2 separate regions of the Triticum aestivum genome follow, and region 1 is linked to region 2. A link is a contact called in public Hi-C data. All regions are on one chromosome and are shown on one strand. Each heading gives the region's core, a stretch centred on a gene start, on an enhancer-like site or on the middle of the called end of the contact. The rest is flanking DNA. Distances are from core to core; before and after follow the strand shown.

The links. Hi-C and Micro-C count contacts between places; a contact is called where the count stands out from the background.
Region 1: a contact with region 2 is called in a Hi-C map of leaf, with 5 times the contacts expected there. The contact joins the promoter of LOC123079023 here to the promoter of LOC123079021 in region 2. A contact is called at or near these places in 3 of 5 Hi-C or Micro-C datasets (leaf and root) and 1 of 1 datasets of contacts at active chromatin or transcription factors (leaf).

What each region holds. Positions count from the first base shown.
Region 1 is chr3D:379,828,592-379,831,291 of IWGSC CS RefSeq v2.1, reverse strand. It overlaps LOC123079023 (pentatricopeptide repeat-containing protein At2g27800, mitochondrial), which reads right to left and starts at 1,403. Exons shown (of 1, transcript XM_044501694.1): 1 at 36-1,403. The coding sequence starts at 1,403. The coding sequence ends at 159. It overlaps LOC123079025 (putative RNA-binding protein YlmH), which reads left to right and starts at 1,323. Exons shown (of 12, transcript XM_044501696.1): 1 at 1,323-1,607; 2 at 1,685-1,757.
Region 2 is chr3D:379,494,864-379,497,842 of IWGSC CS RefSeq v2.1, reverse strand. It overlaps LOC123079021 (dynamin-related protein 5A), which reads right to left and starts at 1,627. Exons shown (of 8, transcript XM_044501692.1): 1 at 1,138-1,627; 2 at 824-1,015; 3 at 472-678; 4 at 1-282. The coding sequence starts at 1,500.

The DNA of each region.
Region 1 (2,700 bases), core at 154-2,653, 330 kb before region 2:
TCTACAGCTTTAGTTCCAGTGTGCTTGTTCATTCATTTCAATCCAAATGTAGTCTATATTGAAATATCTGAAACATCTTACATTTATGAACGGATACTTGAGAATCATAGTAAAAAAAAAACTCATCCGATGCAGATATCAACCTGCTGAATTCTGTGCTAGCTACTTTGTCGTCGTCGTCGATCACCACCTCTCGTGCACTCGTCAGCATCCAGGCCATCGTCGCCGTCCTCGTCGTCTTGGATCGAAGCCAGGAGCTCTCGCCGCTCGGCGACTCTGAGCATGCCCATCTCCTCCATCTCCCCGACCACTCTTTCAGCGTCCTCCCTCTTCCCGGCCCTCCCCAGCTCCTCCACCACCGCCCTCCTCGTGATATGATCCACCACCGCCCCCGCCCTGGCCATATCCCACATCACCCGCTCCGCCTCCGCGGCCTCCCCGGCCACCGCGAGCGCGCTGACGAACGCGTTGCAGGACGGCTCCGTCGGCATCATCCCTTTGCCCCGCATTTCCTCGAACAGCTCCCGGGCGTTGTTGGTGCGGCCCTGCGCGCTCAGCCCGCGCAGCAGGTAGCTGTACGTGAGGCCGTCCGGCTCGCAGCCGTAGACGGGCGCCATCTGGTGGAACACGCGCAGCGCGTCGTTGAGGTGCAGCGACTGCGCGTAGCCCCTGACGAGCACGTTGAGCGCCCGGGTGTCCGGCGGGATGCCCTCCTCCAGCATCTGCCGGAACAGCGCGGAGACGGTGTCCATGTACATGTAGTGCACCATGGAGTCGTTGCCCCCGCGCGACAGCAGCGCGGTGAAGAGCGCGTGGTAGGTGTCGGCGGCGGGGCGCGCGGCCGGGTCGGCGGAGGCGCGCATGAGGGTGTAGACGTGGAACGCCTTGCCGAGCTTGCGGAACTCGCAGTAGAAGTAGAGGGCGGCCCTGAGGAGGGGCCCCGGGGACGGGAGCGAGGGGAGGAGGGAGAAGAAGAGGGCGCAGGTGCGGTCGAACTCGTCGTAGAGCTGGGCGGCGCCCAGGCGCTTGACGGCGACGAGGAAGGGCCCCGGGTCGGGCCGGAAGGTGGGCCGGCCGAGGGAGTGGGTGAGCAGCGGGAAGAGGAGGCGGAGGTCGGAGGTGGAGGCGAGGGAGGATGCGAGGACGGCCGGTGTGAGGCGGGAGGGGAGGGAGGCGATGGCAGCGGAGACGGCGTCGGGAGACGGCGACTGGCTGGGCGCGCGGTGGCTGCGGCGGAAGCGGTGCGGGGTGCGGCGGGAGGAGGTGGCGAAGGGGAGGCGGTGGGAGAGGGAGGCGCCGGCGGGCGTGCTGCAGAGGATGCGGCGGAGGAGCGTGCTCATCGCGGCGGCGGCGGCGGGGATACTGCGACACGAGTACAGTCCACAAAATGCCACAGACGGCATACACAATCCCCCACCCGGTTAGGCAACCGCCACCAAGCACGACACGCTCACATCACATCACAGAGCGCTCAAAGCACAGGCGGCCAAGTCGGCTTGCAGAAAGGATGGCCGCCGCGGTCGCCTTGGCAAGCCCTCTCCGGCGGCTCCTCCACTTCCCTTGCCCGCGCCGCGCTATCCCCGCACCACTCCGCTTCTTCGCGCGAGGTAAGCCCTAACCCATTGCCCGGTCGGCCTGATACTCCGATTGAGCTGTTTGTCTAATACTTGGTCGCCATGCGCAGGGCGGTGTGACGTGGCCCTCGCCGTCTCGGCGGCCGCAGTCGGAGATTCGTCTGCTAAGGGGGGCGTGCACAGGCATGTAATCGAGGAAGTCATGGACATTCTGGATATGGTTATCTCTTTTTCTTCATTCTAGCACATTTGTATTTTCCATTGAGCTTCCGTCAGAGTCTAGTTCGACGTGAAACAGTTATGTTTGAATGTTTCGCTTGCTGAGATTAGATGGCTGACGATAATGCGGATAGTCGGCTTGTGGACGAGGTGTTTGATTAACTGCCTCAATGGAATTTGAGGTTTCTTTCCACAATTTAAGAAAGTATCATGAGCTTCAGGTTGTGTTCCAGTAGGCTCATAGACTTCCTCTCTAAGAGGGTATGTTACATGAAAAATTAGGGGAAAATTAGATGTGTTTACTGAGATTAGATGGTTGATGATAGTGCGGATACTTGGCCTATCGAGGAACTGTGCCTCGATGGAATTTGAGACTTCTTCCCACTATTCATGAGCTTTAGGTTGTGTTCTAATAGGCTGATGCTTCCTCTCTAAGAGAATATTTTTAGTACATGAAACTTAGGGGAAATGAGATGTGCTTCCTGTTAGCTGTTTTGCTATTGAAGCATGAAGAAAAAGTCGATGAATTGTCCATTTGGTGTGTGAAAACATAACCTTTCAATCATATTGGCTTTGGTGCCTTTGTAAGAAGAGAATAAAATTGCTTCTTCCAAGGTAAACCAAGTGGCAGGAGTTAAAGAATTGGTGAATAGATGTACGGATAAGCTGTAGGGAGGAAATACAAACTTGATCCTGATACCCTATAGTGTCACATGATGCTTGAAACATAACATAACATAACTGCCTTTTTGCATATTAACAATGTACCATGAGGTTACTACATGGTTTTTCAGTAAATTTGTTCCAATACTGTAGTTATTCCATTTCCAAGAGAAGGGATATCACCCTGTTTTATATTGAGAAAATTACTGGGGTTACAGTTACATGATCATTAGTTCTTCAGTTC
Region 2 (2,979 bases), core at 378-2,877:
AGCTGCTTCTTTGTACCTCTTCTGAAGTTCAGACTCCAGGTACTTCCTGAGGCAGCTAAACCCAATGTACGGACCAAACTTCTCTTCATTGAAACCCCCTTTCACACCATCACGCAAGTGTCGCAGCACATCAATATCTACCTGACATATTTGCCGCCGGAACTCGTCATTGGAGATCGTTCCTCGGTCCTTTGGAAGAGCCACAAAGAATGGGTGGATATTGTCCCCAAGGTAACCGCTTGCGCTCAAGTAGCTATCGACCTCCCACCTTTCGGTAAATTCCTTGAAATGATCAAAACATGCGACAATATCAGAAGACACGATACCAATTTCATTTCAGTAAATTCCTTGAAATGATCAGAACAGACGACAATATCATAAGACACAGTACCAATTTCATTTCACAATCTACAGTGAAGAAGCTATTGAACCTCACAGTGTACTGATTGTTCTGCAGGCTGGCAGGCATACCTTGAGTCGGTTGTCAAACTTGGAGATGACTATCATGGTGCGCCTGAAAGTGGGATCGATCTCTCTAATCGCATCGAGCCAGAGCGAAGAGCACCACTCGACGCTGCTCTGCTGGAGGAACAGAATGAGGCGGTGGGGCGGGCTCGCTAGTGTCTTCACCATCGACAGGATCTCCTCCGGCGTCCTCTCCGGCTCACCTTTCTTAGCCTACAGCAGTCACGAATTCCATCAAACAGCTGACGAACAGACTAAACAACCACTACCCTTTGTTCAGAAGTGGAAGCCCCAAATTCATCAAACAGCTGATAAACTGATTAACTGACCAAACAATCACTGAAGTGCCTCTACCTACCTTAAGCACGAAACCTGGGGTGTCGATGATGGTGAGGTTGGGGCAGTGGGCGTACTCGGCCCTCATGACGATGGGCTTGGACGACACAGCGGCCTGGATCATCCGGAGGTGCGACTCGGTGCGCTGCTTGATGAGGTCAGCTATCGCCGCGGCCTGCACCATGGGGTGGCCGTACTCCTCCGAGTCCTCCTCCTGCGATTCGCCGCACAACCCACGCAAATCAGCCGCTCGCTCGCGTTTACCAGAAGCACCAGACTCGATCTGTGAGGGGAACGAAGGGGAAAACCCTAGAAGAGGTGAAGCGGAGCGCGCACCTGGAAGCGGCACCGGGGATCGAGGGCGGTGGGGTCGTGGACCATCTGGAGGACGAGGGGGCGGCGGGTGCCCATCTCGACCTCCCGGACGTTGAAGCGGAAGCCGAGGAGCGCCTCCAGGAGCGAGCTCTTGCCGTCCGACTGGCCCCCGATGGCCACTATCTCCGGGATCGGGAGCTTCTCCCCGAACGCCACCGCCGCCGCCTGCAGCCGGTTGTACGCCTCGAACCGGGCCTTGGTGTCCGACGCGGCGGCGGCGGCGGCGGCCGAGGCCGAATCCGCCCCGGCTCGGCGGGCGGACGGGGACGGGGACGGCGCCGCCTTGGGGTTCGGCGTCCTGCCCGCCGCCGGAGACATCGCCATGGGTAGGGGAGCCACAGTGGCAGCCGAGACGACGGGGTTTGAATTTGAAATGCGGGAGAGGTGTGGGGAAAGGGTTGCAGAGTGTAGTGCGATGCGAGAGCCGTTTGGGATTGTGATATTTACTTATACAAAGGAGAGGGGCCGATCTCGAATCGTGTCTTCCACGCCTCCCCTTTTGTTGCCAGGATGATGCATCGAGGTCACGCGTCCAGCCCATCCAGCCGTCGATAGTGGACTTGTGTTCTCAAGGCACAAGCCCAGTAGCCCACAAAGCACCACACTCCCCCTGGTCTCACAGTTTCTTTTGCTCAAAAGAAGAAAAATCTGGCAGTTCTCTCCTGGGGTAGTGAGAGCATCTGCAGCTGGATTTGAAAAATCCAACCCCCTAAACCTCCACACTGTGTCAAACGGCGTCTTATATGTCCTATCGAACAGCCACACTCCTCATATCTAAACCCCCAATCCATGCAACCCGTGCACATGGCTCATAGAACACAAATTCATCACGATTTAAAAATTCAAAAATGCTACAAAGCAAAGTAAGTCATAGTTCAACAATTCAGACATGCCAAAATAAAAATCAGGTCCGGGCCACGCCTAATCAAGAAGGGCGCATCTTAAAACACATTTGGAGTAGGTCCAACAGGCTCAAGCACAAGATATTTTTCTGGCTAATAACACATGACAGGGTCAACACAAGACATGTGTTAACGAGAAGGGGCATGCATTTGGATGACAAATTTTGCCCAAACTGTAACCGGTAGGCTGAAGAAACCTTTCTGCACATGCTTTCAGGATGCATATTTGCCCAAAGATGTTAGAGCACCTTGATGCCCAATAAAAAGAGAGGTACGTCTGTTTTTGAAGAGACATTACAATACTTTTTATAGTAATGAAGATGGTAGCCTAAAAAAAGATGAATCACTCGTCGGACGCCATCCATGCCGCGTTCGCTGTTGCGGCCCCTCATACTCTCTACGAAGGTTGGTCTCCTTCTTCCTCTAAAGCCACCTTTTGTCTTTCTCATCCAAGAGGCTTGCATCCTCCAACATTATCATCGAATCCTCCGTCTCTCGAGCAAGTGCAACCTCTCCTTCTTGAGCTCCCATCCGAGTCCCATCTCTTCTTCTCCAACTCTATTTTCTATCTCAAATTTCAAATAGTTGCTCTCAATTTGTAACTTGTTGTTCACCCTCTCCCAGTCCCAATCCATCCTTTATTTTTGCTCATCCAACATGAGCTTGTACCACTTCTCTTTTTTGTCCTCGTTTGTGGAAAAAATGTCCGTCCATGTGTTGGACATTTTTATCGCCGCGGCATCACGGGCGGCTCCCCCCTTCTCTCACTTATTTCCTATCAGTTATGGGTTATTCATTAGCACGATGGCTCGTCCAATCTCCCCTGCAACTTCTTCCTCTTCATCATCCAATCCAATGGATTGGTGGGAGCTTGAACCACCAGTTTTCTTCAACCTTTTGT